Linked DNA regions of Mus musculus: all the other regions are linked to region 3. Evidence: chromatin contacts called from public promoter capture Hi-C data. All regions are on one chromosome and are shown on one strand. Each heading gives the region's core, a stretch centred on a gene start, on an enhancer-like site or on the middle of the called end of the contact. The rest is flanking DNA. Distances are from core to core; before and after follow the strand shown.

Region 1 (2,700 bases), core at 5-2,504, 2.3 Mb before region 3:
TCCTGAGTTTCTTTAGGACCTAACAGGTTTTGTATTTATATATTGAGAAGGGTCTTGTTATGTAGCCCAGGCTAGAAGTGAGTTCAAAGGCTCCTAACACAAGGAAATGATGAATGCTTATGCTCCCTACCCAACTCTGATGAAGGCCAACACTGTATACATTCGTAGAAAAACTCATCACACTGTTCTGATAAGCATATATAATTAAAGTCAGCCAAATGTGTCAGCACACGCTTGTTATCTCTGCATTGGAGGGAGGAGGCAGGAGGATCAGCAGCACCCTGGGTTATATGGTGGGACTCTGTGTCAAAAACAAATAAACAAGGGGCTGGGGAAATGGCTCAGATGTAAAGTACTTGCCACACAAGCAATAGGATCCGAGTTCAATCCCCAGCATCCACAGAGAAGCCGGTAATCCAAGAGCCGAGGAAGTAGACCCAGGCAATCCTCGCTGGCCGGCTTGTAAGTCTAGGCAATTGGTGAGTCGAGTTCAGCAAGAGACGCTTGATGAAGACACCTGACAGCGATCTCTGGCTTCCACACTCATACAAGCATACACACATTTCTCCACAATTCCCACAGCACCCCACGCCTCAAATCAGTTAAAGATGTTAAGGACAATCGTGGAGAAGGCAGGACAGAGCAGAATGATAACACGATTCACTAAGACCTCCACCACTGAGGCAGAGGCAGGGCCAGCGTCTTTGAAGCTGCTTATTCTTAGGGTGTGGCCCAGATCCCGACACATCAGTGTCACCTGAGAACTACTCAGAAAGGCACATTCTTGGGCCCCACTCCAGGTCGACTGACTCACAGCTCCAGGGATGCAGCCCAGCAGTCTGCAGACACAGCCTCCTGGGGATTCTGGTGCCCACAAGAGCTTGGAAGTCCCTGAAAGTCCCACAGTTGTTCAGGGTCAAATCTGTGTCTAAGTCTTGTTGACATCAGGAGTCTGCACTCTGAAATGGACAGTGCCTTAGGTTTGAACAAGCTGGGCCACGTGGAAAATGAGTCTTTCACGTACAGGAGTCCAACTCTAAGACGCTCTTGTCACTCACACTGAGAGCCTCATTGATGTGACAGGAGCTGTATTGTCATTATTACTACCGTCCCCAAAAGGAGAAAGGAAAGCTAACAGCAGTTTACAGCATCACTCAGTCGCTGTCTGACAAGAAGTCTGGAAGACACCGAGTTACTTAGGCGATGGGAGAACTTTTCGGATTGCTGCATTTGTTGTTGTTCTGGAACCTTCTAAAGCTCACTCTGAGTACCTCCAGAACTAGCTTTCTCCCTGACAAACTAAAGGAAGTTTTGGCCCCTTGACGTCTTTGTGAGGTTGGCAATCCCCCTGGTCAACCAGAGAACCAACAGGTTTGTTGTTTTTTTACTCCATCTGTTTTGATTCAACTATAAGGGATAGTTTCTAGAACATTCAGACTTCAGGCATCTCTTTGTAAAGTGTCTCAGTTGAATGTCATCTTGCCTATGATCCTTGTGTAAAGAACTTCCAACTCCTGGTTTCAATGACAGGTGGGCCTCAGCCATTTAGAAGGGCCAGGGATTGGAAGGGACCAGGGGCACGGGAGGGGGTTCTGGGACTCTATTTTACTCATGGTTGGGACTACAGTTTAGGATCTAGACTGGCACACTGGAGCTAAGCTTAGCTTCCCCGGATAGTGAAAGCTGTACCAGAGGCCAGGGCTGAGGGTGAAATGAGGCTCCTGCCCAGCCGGGCGCCCTGGGGAGAGCCTCCTATCTGGAACAGAAAATACTCCAAATATTTCCTTTTGGGAATGGGGAGGATAAACCAGATGAAATGTGAAGAGGTGTCTGAAGGCTGGAGGAAACTAGCAGGCCCTTCCAGAACTTCTATTTGCGGTGAGAAACCTTGGCATGGGGCAGCCAGCTCTACTGCAAAAATAGACCAGTGTGCCGAGAAACAGCTCAATTCTGGAAGCAAACGTTCCTCTGCAGGAAAGAGCTTCTCTCCCTCTGCTTCATTCTGCTCTGTACCACAAAGAAGAAGGAGAAAGATAAGCATTTGCTTGTATGCAATGTGTGTGTTTGTGTTTGTGTGCGTGTGCGTGTGTGTGTGTGTGTGTGTGTGCACATGACCATACGCACGTGGTCAACCTTGGGTGTAAATTTCCTTGGGTGCTACCTACAGATTTTTGGTTTTCGTTTGATTGTTTCTGAGACAGGGTCTCCTACTGAGACCTGGTGCTCACCAGGTTGGGTAGGCTGGCCAAGGAGCTTCTGAGATCCTTCTGTCACACCCAGTGTTGGGGTCACACCCTGATTTTTGCATGGGCTTGGGGGATCAAGCTTAGGTCCTCATGCTCGAATGGCAAATGCTTTACTTCCTGGGGCATCTCCTCAGTGCCCAGAGAAGCATTTTAAGAAAAACTGGAGTGTCTATGCAGAGTCATGGCTTCTCTATCAGAACCAAAGCCATTAAAAGAGACATGGGGCAAAAAGATTTGAGATCACTGCCTGGACATCCCGAGTCTCACAATCCACCAGCTGCTATGACACAGTGGAGCATCAGCTCTGCTTTCTGTTCATTTCCTTTTGCTTCTATAAAGGTGAGATGACAATGAAAATAAGGCCCAGTGTACAGCAAAAGGGATGTAGCAAGACAGAAGTGACTGTGACTCAGATGTTATCAAAGACAAGATGAAGCCTGCCTGAGAACCCTCC
Region 2 (2,700 bases), core at 43-2,542, 2.3 Mb before region 3:
AAGAGGATGCTGGACCATGGCTTTTGGCTTAGTGGCTGCCCTGTTTCTTGACCAGGGAGGCCTTTTCTAGAAGCTTCCATGCATTGTGGCTTTGGGAGTTACTTTGCATCTTCTCATGGGTGCAGTAACTCTGTTGCCTCCTCTTCCTGTGGGCAAGATGTAGCTTACAGTCACTGTGAAAGGAAGCAGGACTGGGGGACAGACTTGTAGTATCAGTTGTGTGTCTGTGTCTGCCCCAGCTGCTGTGGTGTGCATGCTTTTATAGAAAGTTCATGACTAGAAGTGAATGCAGCCCAGGTTCAGATGTGTAGAAAGCCCAGCGCTGACACTGGCCCTCCTGTCCTGACCCAGTCAGCTGTGTGCCATGTTAAGGGCCTGGTGCTATGGAGGTCCCCTTAATTCTTGGACAGATCCCCACCCTTACTCTCCCTCTTCTTCTCCCTCCTCTACCCACTGTAATTTTTGTTTTGTGGTACTGGGGATGAACCCAAAGCCTCACATGTTTGGGAAGTGTTCTACCACTGAGCTGTACCCCAGCTCACAGTGTCCTGAAATAGAGCTCCCACTCCCTAGCCAGGCTGGCCTGAAACTCTTGATCTTGAACCTGCCGAGCATCAGGATCCTACATATGAGCCTCTGCATCTGGCTTAGCATCATCTTTATTCTGTTGCTTTGGCCAACTGTGCTGCCTGACCTTCATTCCCTGCTGCCCCTGAGGGTGATTGATGGCAAGAGCTGGCAAGCTTCTGTGTAGCACAGAGATGGACGGTTTGTGCCATGTGTGTGCCAGTAAAGTGGCTGATGTAGGTCAGAAGCAACTTTGGGCATGCAGAGGTAAACAGGCGTGTCCCAATAAAACTTTATTTACAAAGACAGCACAATAAAGGAAATTATGAACATTGAAAAAAAATATATCCTCCAGAGTGGGAGGAAATGATCCTGAACAACATGTCTAATACGAGGCTGTTTCCGTTTCCTCTCTGTTGCTGTGATAAAGGGCTCGAACCAAAGCAACCTGGGAAGGAAAGGCTTTATTGGGCTTATACTTCAGGTCACAGTGTGTCACTGAAGGCAGTCAGAGCAGGAACTTGAGGCAAAACCCATGGAAGAATACTGCTTGCTGCCTTGCTTGGTCAATCATGGTTGGTTAGCTTTCTTATACAGCCTAGGACCACCTGGAATGGGAGTCCTGCTAGCCATAGTGGGATGGACTCTCCTATACCAACTGACAGTGAACACGATCCCAAGTCGTGCTATAGGTCAATCTAACCTGAGCAGTCCCTCAGCTGAGCCTCCCTCATTGGATGCCTCTAGGCTGGGTTAAGTTGGAGGTTAAAGGTAACTACCACAAAGGGTAATATTACACACATATGAAAAACTCCTACAGTACAATAGCTAACAACAGTAACAATGGCAGCAAAGAATCTGAATAAACATTTCTCCAAAAAACCCACACGTGACCAGGTTCATGAAAAGCTGCCCCGTGCCACTTATCAGGGAAATCTGAAATCAAACCATAGTGGGATTTCACTGATATTTGCCCAAATGGCTGTTATCAAAAACAAGTCAAAGACTGGCAAGAAAATGCCCTGTGCAAATATAAACAGCTATAACGATTGTTGGCATAGCAGCCCTAACAGACGCAGCAGTAGCTCATCCAAATCAGAATCATCTATGGTCCAGCAAGCCCTCCTCTCTTGTTTATTTTATTTTTTAAGACTAGGTTTCACGTATTACATGCTGGCCTCTAAGTCACTGAATTATGTACTGAGGATGACCTCGAACTCCCGATCCTCCTGCCTCTATGTCCTCAGTTCTGGGATTACGGGTGTGGAGCATACCGTGCCTGGCTTTATGTAGCCCAGGCTGGCCTGGAACTCATGATAGTCCTCACCTCCCCAAGTACTGGAGGCCTAGAGCTGCTGCCGTGTGCGACCGCATGCCTGGCTGCACACTCTGCTTAGGAAGAGGAGGGGAGAGCCAGCACATCCAGGAGAAACTTAGGCAGTCGCCCTCTGCCCAGACTGGCCTGAACGATTTTGAAAGGCAAATGCCATCCCTAATTTACCTCTGAGGGAAGACACATTTCCCTGTGCTGGTTTGCCTATAGCCACTTACTCACGGTGCCTGGGGCCACAGACTCCACAGTGGCCTCAGTTTCTGTTCTCCACAGTGCTAATCCCTCTGGTTGGGGACTTGACTGGCATGGCAACCTCCCTCAGCCTGTGTAACCTTGGACCAGACTCCAGTGCCCTCTGCGCTGCCCAGTTTGCAAGCAGGCAGGCTCAGAGCAGCTGATATTTGTTGGGTGTTTCACCTGGGTCTGGCGAGCTCAACAAGACAGCTCCCCACCCAGCCTCCTTTTTCTCTCTCTGTTCCATTTTTAATTTTTTGGGTTATGTCATAGTCAAATAAAACCTAAGCTGGCCTCAAACTCATTACACAGCGAAGGCTGGCCCTGACCTCTTCATACACTGGTCTCCACCTCTCAAATGCTGGAATTCTGTGTGTATACTACTACATCCAGCTTTGTGGGGGGAGTCATTTTTGAAACAGGGTTTCACTATATAGCCTGGAACCCACTGTGTGACCCGGGCTGTACTTGATTACATAATTCTTCTGCCTCAGTTTGTTAAGTGCTAGATTGACATTAGGCACCACTGTGGGACTTGGTCATATCATTTCATCTTTGTGGTCCCT
Region 3 (2,739 bases), core at 179-2,678:
CAACACTAGTTTCCAGAAGGGACAAGCCTCGTCAGCACCTGGACATCACCAGTGAAACACCTGCTGCAGACTCTGGTCCTTTAGAACTCTTAAGTTTATGTTGTTTCAAGGCAACAAAAATGTAGGCCATTGGTACAGGAACAACAGGAAGTCCATACATTCTCATCAAGTTTCACTTTGTACTGGCCCAGTACTGACGACTTCCTGAGCTTACAGTAGCACTCTGGGTCCAGACAGAGTGCATCTCAGTGTCTTCCTTCTAATGTAAACTTTTCCCTCTGTCCCCAGTGGTCCTGGACCTGGGTATTTCTTGCTTCATAGCCAAAGAAGACCTGGAACTCCTATCCCCCCCCCCCCACCCCCATGTACTGCTATGACAAGGGTACCCCACCATATCCAGTTTATTTGGTGCTGGAAATCAAACTCAAGGCTAGGCAAGCACTTTGACAACTAAGTTACATCCTCAACCCCTTTCACTTTTCTGCTTGTCCTTTCTATATATCCGCCCAACGGCATGAAGAAACTTTCTAAAACTGCAAATTAGACCTTGTAATTTCCATCTCAGACACTGAATTCCAAATTTCATGCAGTGGCTCATCCTCTTTGAGCTTTCTACACACACACTTTGTCTTCCCTGTCCCTCAGCAACTTAGGCTCAGGATCTTTCCCACTGCCTGGAAGCACTCTCCCTTCTACTGCCCTGACTTGGAGCACTTTTCACATCTCCAGTCGCAGGGACTCAGCCTTACATTGTTCTGTCTGGGGTAATGTACACCTGACCACTGAAACACCGGTGAATACAGCGACATATAAGTTGAGATGAAGGCCAGGGAGAACAAGAGCTTGTGTTGGCTCTGAGATCCGTCCCTACATTCATTTGCAAAAATACCGCATTTTGTTTTCAAGATGATAAAAACAGTGACTGCGAGTAGGATAGGGAATTGAGGACAAGTTCCGAAGTGACGCTCCGGCGTCCGAATGAGTTTAGGTCACCTCCCTGTTCAACGCGGGTCCCTATGCCTGTCATTCATTTGAAAGGACACGACTGTATGGCTGTTTTCAGGGTGACGGTAACAGTATCGGAATGCAAAGCAGGACGCTCAGGATAAGTTACTGCAGAGAACAGATTCCGAAGGAAGTGACACCCTGGTGCCCAGATGAATCTAGGTCTCCTTCCAGTCCTACTTTGGTATCCAAGCGGTGTGGGAGAGGGCGATGATGCTGGGCTCAAGAGCTTGCGGTCTCTCACCCCCTTCCGTGTGGCCGCCCAGGGTTCCGCCTATCGCCGCCGCTTCCGCAGCCCCGAGGCCCCGACGTGGCGCCTCCAACCCCGGGCTGACACTGGCAACGCAGCCAATGGTAGCGTTTGCGGGGCGGCGCGCGAGGCCTCCCGCCGCCAGAGGGCGCCGCCCCGAGCGTCGCGGGCTGGCAGCTGCGGTGGGTCGCCCAGGGAAGCTGCGAGACTGTGAGAGCTCTTGAGCCGGTGAACGCACATCCCGCTGTCGCCTCCGCACTCCGCGCCCCTCGGCTCCTGGGTGCCGCCCCGCAGGTGAGGGAAGGGGACGCGCGGGCGTCGCGGGCAGGGTCGCGCTCTTCCAATCGCGTGCGTGCGCCGCGTCGCTTCGTGAGCACGCGCGGCCGTTAACGGACTTCAGGCGGGGGAGGGGCGCGGACCCCCGAACCGGCTGCACGGGCTCCTCGGGAGTCGTAATCCGGGCACGCGCGGCGGCCCCTGCCACCTGGACTGCCTGGCCGACATCCACGCACTAGCTTTTGGTGGTTTAGCATTTCGTTATTCCTGGGTGCTGGGTGATCGCGGGGCGTCCGTGTTAGTAAGTGTCTCGGTTTGGGGACGCTCGCGACGCCAGCTGAGTGCGCGCTCGCCGGTGTCGGGTTCGCCCCTTGCGGGTGTTATGCGCGGCCCACCCCGCGTATGGGTGGCGACTGGCTTCCGGTGTTCGGCCGGGGTTCGGAGACTGTACGAGGGTTCTCGGTTTTCCTTTCCCCACCCTTAAAGAATGGAGACCTGTCAGTTCCCATTAGCGGGAATTTCCGGTTAGGGGTAGTCAGCGCAGGGGTGTGGTCAGGTTGGAAGGTCCTAGCTGGGCCCAAGGGGTGGTGCCTGCGCTCTGACTGGGTGAATTTATTCCGGGGTTGGGCGTTTTTTGGGTCCCCAGATGTTAAGGGATCAAAGAGGGTCATAGTGTTAGGTATTTAAGACCAAGAGGGTCTGGTGTAGACCTGCGCTGTCCGATGGTAATGTGGCCACTGGTAAAGTGGGGTGGTCGAGCACTGGAATGTGGCAAGAATTGAGATTCACTTTTGGTTTCAATTTGTTTGTTTGTTTGTATGTTTGTTTCGAGACAGAATTTCTCTGTTTAGCCTTGGCTGCCCTGGAACTTACTTTGTAGACCAGGCTGGACTTGAGCTTAGAGATCTGCTTTCCCCTACCTCCCGAATGCTGTGATTTAAAAGCCGTGCCACCACCGCCCCACTCCGGTTTCAGTTTTAAAGTCTGATTTGAAAGATTTCGTTTGGGAGGAAGAAAAAGAACGAAAAAGATCTCCTTGGTAAACTCCTATGCTTAAATCAGCCAGTGTTTAGCAAGCAGTGTGTTATATACTTGAGGTGATACCTGTTGTGGCTACGTTAGAATTAAAACAATCTGTCCAGTTTCTTTTTACTATTTTAGTATGGCCACTTCGTAATTTAAAATGGCACGTACCGCCGGTATCGTAT
Region 4 (2,700 bases), core at 11-2,510, 2.6 Mb before region 3:
GCAGGATTTGGCTCTGAGAGGTCACAGGTACCATAGATAAACTGTCAGGGATCACCAAGAGATGGCTCTGGCTTTCTTCTCGTTCCAGAGGGTAGATCTTAGAGGCCACACTGATCTTAGAGCGCCCCTGAGAGTGAGGGCCCAAAGGCACACAGCTTTCAGAAGATACAGAGGGCAGGATTTGGCTCTGAGAGGTCACAGGTACCATAGATAAACTGTCAGGGATCACCAAGAAGTGGCTCTGGCTTTCTTCTCGTTCCAGAGGGTAGATCTGAGTGGCCACACTGATCTTAGAGCGCCCCTGAGAGTGAGGGCCCAAAGGCACACAGCTTTCAGAAGATACAGAGGGCAGGATTTGGCTTTGAGAGGTCACGGGTACCATAGATAAACTGTCAGGGATCACCAAGAGGTGGCTCTGACTTTCTTCTCGTTCCAGAGGGTAGATCTGAGAGGCCACACTGATTTTAGAGTGCTCCTGAGAGTGAGAGTCCAAATACACATGGCTGTCAGAGGACATTGCCATCTGAGAATTGCTGTCAGACGCCAAAGGGTAGGTCTGCGAAGTCACTGAAAAGACAGGTTGACTCCTAGAAGTACAAATGGAAAGACCGGTGTGGACAATGCCCAGAGGCAGGCTCTTAGAGGTCTGGACTCTGCTAAACTGATTCAGAACAGCCTCAGGCTTCGCTGAACGGAACAACGCTCTGCCACCCGAGGTTCTGGCGTCGCAGTTCCTTTCTAGCTGCCCCGGGTCCGTAGAGCTGATGCTACTGATCCGCTGGACGACCCGCGGGTGGAGTCGCCGCCGCCGTCGCCGGCGAATCCGCTGAAAGGTGTCGGAGACGCTCCTAAGGGTCAGCGAGAAGCGACGGCTGCCGCTACGGTGCACCCCGCTCTCGCGGGGCGAAGTCCCCCTCAAGGGGTCTTCCGGGAGCGCCTCTATGTTGCCGGTGTACCAGGAGATCCACCACAGGAGACTGACGAAGATGATGATGGAACCCAAATAGAGCAGCATGTCGTAGAACAGCAAGTTGGCGAAGACGCCAGTGAACAGCACTGCCACACCCACCGCGTCGAAGGCGACGCCCAGCCAAAAAAAGTGACTGCAGCGACCCAAGGGCCCGGACTGCATCTCCGCCAAGTCTGTGTTCTTTTGCGGAAGCTCCGAGAGGCTCAACATCTTCCACGCAAACCCCGCCAGAGGACACCAGGCCCAGGGCGCTGCCACAGGCGGGCTTTAGACACTCTCCATGGCAACGCAAGGGGCGGGGCGGGAAGCGGCATTCTGCTCCACACCAGGAAACTGGAGCGGGCCAAGGGAGCTGCGCGTGCGCACGACGACCTGCTGAACCTTCTGCGTTTGCGCCCAGTGCTAGCCCGGGCAGCTTTTCTCAGTCTGGGATCCTTAGGTGTATCAAGAAGTAGAATTTATGGGTAGGGGAGTGGGGGTGGGTGGGTATGGGGGACTTTTGGTATAGCATTGGAAATGTAAATGAGCTAAATACCTAATAAAAAATGGAAAAAAAAAAAAAAAAGAAGTAGAATTTATGACAATGAAACTAGCGGTACCTGGGGCGAGAATCTTCTTGGCCTCAGGTGCAGTTAGCATCTAGTGTTGTTAGGTCTGTACTCCCATCTTCTCTGGTGACTGTTGATAAACTTGCCCAAGGACCTAATAGACCCCATCGCGTGTCCGTCCGTCCGTCCCCCCCCCCACCCCACCCCCCCACCCCCCCACCCCCCCCACCCCCGCCAACCAACCATGTATTGTAGAGGCTGGGAGGGAGAGGGTAGGATGAAAGGAGAAAAAGGTTGACCTTTATGTGTGTGTTTGATGGATTTTAAAACATTTGGTACATTTTAAATAGATTTAGGCCTGTAGTTCAGGCCACATTTACTTAGGCCTATAGGCACACGCCACTATACTTGGAGAAAACTACTCTTAAGCATTTTCAAACGTATAGATAGAAAATTATAAAGGAATAAAGAATGATAGGTTGTCCCTACTTGGCCTGAGCATTCAAGCAATACAAATTGGAATCAGAGGGTTATTAAAGTGTTTTTTTTAAAAGATTTATTTATTTATTATATACACTGTTGCTGTCTTCCGACATTCCAGAAGAGGGTGTCAGATCTTGTTACATATGGTTTGTGAGCCACCATGTGGTTGCTGGGATTTGAACTCAGGACCTTTGGAAAAGCAGTCAGTGCTCTTAACCGCTGAGCCATCTCACCAGCCCCTATTAAAATGTTTTTAAAAAGGTCAGACATGATAGTGCAGGACTTTAGTCCTAGCACTCAACAAGCAGAAGCAAGCAGATCTCTGAGTTGGAAGTCAGCCTGTCCTAACTTGAGAATTCCAGGCCAACCAGGACTATACTGTGAGACCCTGTGTCAAAATGAATGGATGAAAATAAAAAGACCTGAAGGTGTGTCCAGGAAGTTGGAAGTGGATATAATCAAGAAATCTATGTATAAAATTGTCAAAGAATAAAAAGTTAATAAAGTATAAAGATAATTAGAGAAAACAATATGGCAAATGTTCATAATTATAGAATATAGATGAAATAAGTATAGGTGTTCATTATTCAGTTCTTTCCTGTGTTCTTTAGGCTTGACATTTTTCAAAATAGTTGCAGAATTTTATTTTGTAATTTAAATTTTAAGTTATAAACTTATAAACATGAGTAGCAGGTGGGG
Region 5 (2,700 bases), core at 112-2,611, 2.2 Mb before region 3:
CATTGCCACGGGGAGCACGCCTTCCCAGGTCCTCAGTTGCAGCAGAGCCAACCTCAGGAGGCCTGGTCAGATGACAGGATCCAGCTACCCTAGTGTTGGTGCCTCCCAATACTGACCTACCAGATTCTAAACAAGAGGATTACCTGAGCTCAGTGGGCCCTGCCCACCAGAATGCCAAGCTTCAGTTGAGAGAGCGCTGTTTGCCAGAGGTTAAAGCCAGGAAAAGGGACCATTTTGATCACTGGGGTAAAACCTCCTCAGAAATGATTAAGGTTCTCTCTAGATGATGGGTCAGGATACTGCCTGGATGTGCTGTGGAAGAGACATGTGGATTGATGTAGGAAGCCCACCTGGCTCAGGTTAAAGGGGATGGGAAGGGGATAGGATAAGGGCTGTCACTGAATAAAAATTCCATACTCTGGTCAGTTATTTACAATTTGTCAATAACTAAATCACTAGATCAAGAGTTGTGGAAAATCTGTGGCAGTTGGCATCTTAAACAATTCTTAAATCACTTGATAAACATAACTTTTCTGTTACGGATCAAGGGGAAAAAGAGGAATAAAACCTCCAGTTTTTAGGTTTAGACTTGAGAGCAGGCAGTTACAAGCCTATGCAATGAGAACCAGGGAGCTGGTGACAGGGGGTTGGTCTAACCTGTGCTCAAGGCCCACACCTTCCATTAACTCATTAGGTTGAGAAGGAATTTCATGCTGAAGCCTTTTTTTGGTTCTTTGAGATGGGCATGGTCACCTGAGAGAGTCTGTCGGCAAGTCTTCAAAGATGGAGACACTGTGTGGCTCAGTACTCTAGAGATATCTGACTTATTACAAGTAGGACCAGTCGACGCCATCTTTTTACTCTACCAAAGACTGTAGAGGTCACAAGGTCAAAGCACATTCCAATGTCTAACATCACAGGAGAATCAACCTCATTCACCCAAGGCCACTGGGGAAGCTGCAGCACTATCAATGTATCTGGACTCAATACACTGGGCTCTTGTGTGACAGTATCTTGTAGACATGTGTTGATGGTAAAAGGTTGTTCATCATTTTGATTCCCAAATTCACAAAATGACCTATGACATCACACAATCACGCAGATTTCAAAGTGGGACTCAAAGCCTCTGGCTGGAAGCTGCTGCTGGCTGCCCAGAGTGCTCAGGTGCCTCTGACCTTGCTATTGATCTGCCGTAGGCCACTCTAAGGAGCACATGTGCAGTGGCTCTTCCCCTCCCTCCCTTGTGGGTGGCCTGGTGTTTCAAGTTGAGCTGCTTGCCTCTTATTAGGGCCACGAGGTGACCACAGAGGATAAAAGGTGGCTGATGACCAGAGCCTAGTGCCATTTCCTGACCTTTGGCTTTAGCTAAGGCATTTCACAAGGGCTCTGCATACAACTGTCTCTGTGGAGTCTCTCACACTTGGCTTCCAGGCTGTGGCCTTCCTTTTTGTCTGTGACAATGTATTTTGACTTCGACAGTGCAGCTATGGCTCCAGCTATAAACACTGGCCTCTCAGGTTTGTTTCCATGTTTCCAAATCTCACGAGCTCTGAAACAAGAGACCTGTGACCTTAGTCCCATGGCAGCGGCAGGTCCTGTGGGTCCAGAAAATCAGCAGAGAACATGCTTGGCGCAGTGGTACTCAGTGGAGTGAGCCCGGAGGATGTGGTGGGCATGGTAATGTCTAGCCACTCCATGTTGTCCAGGTTGGAGTCTGACAGGTCAAGAGATAGACAGGGGGTCCCTGACACCAACTGGGCCTCAGAGGTCTCCATGGGAGAGTGAGACTGGTACAGCATGCTGGAATGACTCAGCAAGTCGTTCTGCAGATCCTCGATCAGAGAGAAAGACTCTCTATCTTCACTGCTGTTCTGCAGTGGGCCAGTGTCAGTGGCCGAGGGCAAAGTGCCATCCAAGAAGGCTTCTAGCTGGTTCTCTAAGCTGGCAGATAAACTGTTCACAGGTTCTAAGGATACAGGTGGTGCTATTTGGACCTGGGGCGGTGGTCGAGAGACCACGGTATTGACTGGCATTGTGGTGATGCTGGCTGTCACTGGTTTCATCTTGGAAATTGGAGAAGGCTCTTCTTTTATTGGGAAGGAAATCTCTGTGCAGAAGAATTGATGGTGTTAGTAAGTATTTGCTGCCATTGAACTATATTAGTGACTATTCTGTCATCCTCTCTTACATCTTAGAGGCAGAGAGAGCATGCTCTAATTCTTTTTAAATTTAATTTTAAAAAGTCATTATAGTTGGATGGTATTTCAGTTTGTCAATACAGTCTAGAAAGTTACAAAACAGACACAGTACACCTTATCAATAACGCAAGGCTGAAGTCACCTCCTTTGCCCTCCTTCCTAAAGGTGAGGCAGGTCAGCCACTGCTCTCAATTCTTGTTCTGAGTTATCTGAACTTTGGACAATTAGGTAAACAGCTTAATAAGTACCAATTAGTTATTTAATTTATTCTTAAACATTAATTTGTACTTATGTATACAAGTGTGTGAACGTGCTCCTGTGTGTAGGAACCCATGGAGGCCAGCAGAGGGTGTCTGATCCCGAGCTAGCATTACAGGTATTTGTGAATCCAAAATGGGTGGTAAGAACCAAATTCTAGCCCTCAGCAAGAGCAGAACGTGTTCTTATGTGTTGAATCATCTTCCCAGTCCCAGTCTATTTAATTTTTTGTGGCTCTCTGTGT

Evidence for each region. Promoter capture Hi-C pulls out the DNA fragments that hold promoters and counts their contacts.
Region 1: a promoter capture Hi-C map of 3T3-L1-derived adipocytes shows a contact between it and region 3, with 7 times the contacts expected there. The contact joins the promoter of 2310015D24Rik here to the promoter of Zc3h7a in region 3. A contact is called at or near these places in 7 of 39 promoter capture datasets (the 3T3-L1 cell line, 3T3-L1-derived adipocytes, embryonic stem cells and 2 more).
Region 2: a contact with region 3 is called in a promoter capture Hi-C map of 3T3-L1-derived adipocytes, with 3 times the contacts expected there. The contact joins the enhancer-like site here to the promoter of Zc3h7a in region 3. A contact is called at or near these places in 4 of 39 promoter capture datasets (the 3T3-L1 cell line, 3T3-L1-derived adipocytes, hippocampal neurons and 1 more).
Region 4: a promoter capture Hi-C map of liver shows a contact between it and region 3, with 5 times the contacts expected there. The contact joins the promoter of A930007A09Rik here to the promoter of Zc3h7a in region 3. A contact is called at or near these places in 7 of 39 promoter capture datasets (3T3-L1-derived adipocytes, cranial neural crest, hematopoietic stem and progenitor cells and 3 more) and 1 of 9 other capture datasets (liver).
Region 5: a contact with region 3 is called in a promoter capture Hi-C map of liver, with 2.3 times the contacts expected there. The contact joins the enhancer-like site here to the promoter of Zc3h7a in region 3. A contact is called at or near these places in 7 of 39 promoter capture datasets (the 3T3-L1 cell line, cranial neural crest, hippocampal neurons and 3 more) and 1 of 9 other capture datasets (adipose tissue).

What each region holds. Positions count from the first base shown.
Region 1 is chr16:13,519,661-13,522,360 of GRCm38.p6, reverse strand. It overlaps 2310015D24Rik (RIKEN cDNA 2310015D24 gene), which reads left to right and starts at 1,254. Exons shown (of 4, transcript NR_160674.1): 1 at 1,254-1,371; 2 at 2,586-2,700.
Region 2 is chr16:13,478,448-13,481,147 of GRCm38.p6, reverse strand. No RefSeq gene overlaps it. Among named protein-coding and RNA genes, the nearest start is that of Mir6365, 8.6 kb to the right of the region's middle. Within about 2 kb of position 1,292, at least 4 of the 459 cell types and tissues checked have an H3K27ac peak or open chromatin away from gene starts, as enhancers often do. A contact at or near this core is called in 3T3-L1-derived adipocytes, where this site is marked.
Region 3 is chr16:11,175,030-11,177,768 of GRCm38.p6, reverse strand. It overlaps Zc3h7a (zinc finger CCCH type containing 7 A), which reads left to right and starts at 1,428. Exons shown (of 23, transcript NM_145931.3): 1 at 1,428-1,549.
Region 4 is chr16:13,753,124-13,755,823 of GRCm38.p6, reverse strand. It overlaps A930007A09Rik (RIKEN cDNA A930007A09 gene), which reads right to left and starts at 1,260. Exons shown (of 1, transcript NM_001357954.1): 1 at 1-1,260. The coding sequence starts at 1,180.
Region 5 is chr16:13,411,567-13,414,266 of GRCm38.p6, reverse strand. Mrtfb (myocardin related transcription factor B) reads right to left here. Exons shown (of 17, transcript NM_001122667.2): 17 at 1-2,107. The coding sequence ends at 1,572. All of the region lies in intron 1 of Gm15738 (a long non-coding RNA gene), which reads left to right. Among named protein-coding and RNA genes, the nearest start is that of Gm15738, 9.6 kb to the left of the region's middle. Within about 2 kb of position 1,361, at least 4 of the 459 cell types and tissues checked have an H3K27ac peak or open chromatin away from gene starts, as enhancers often do. A contact at or near this core is called in liver, where this site is marked.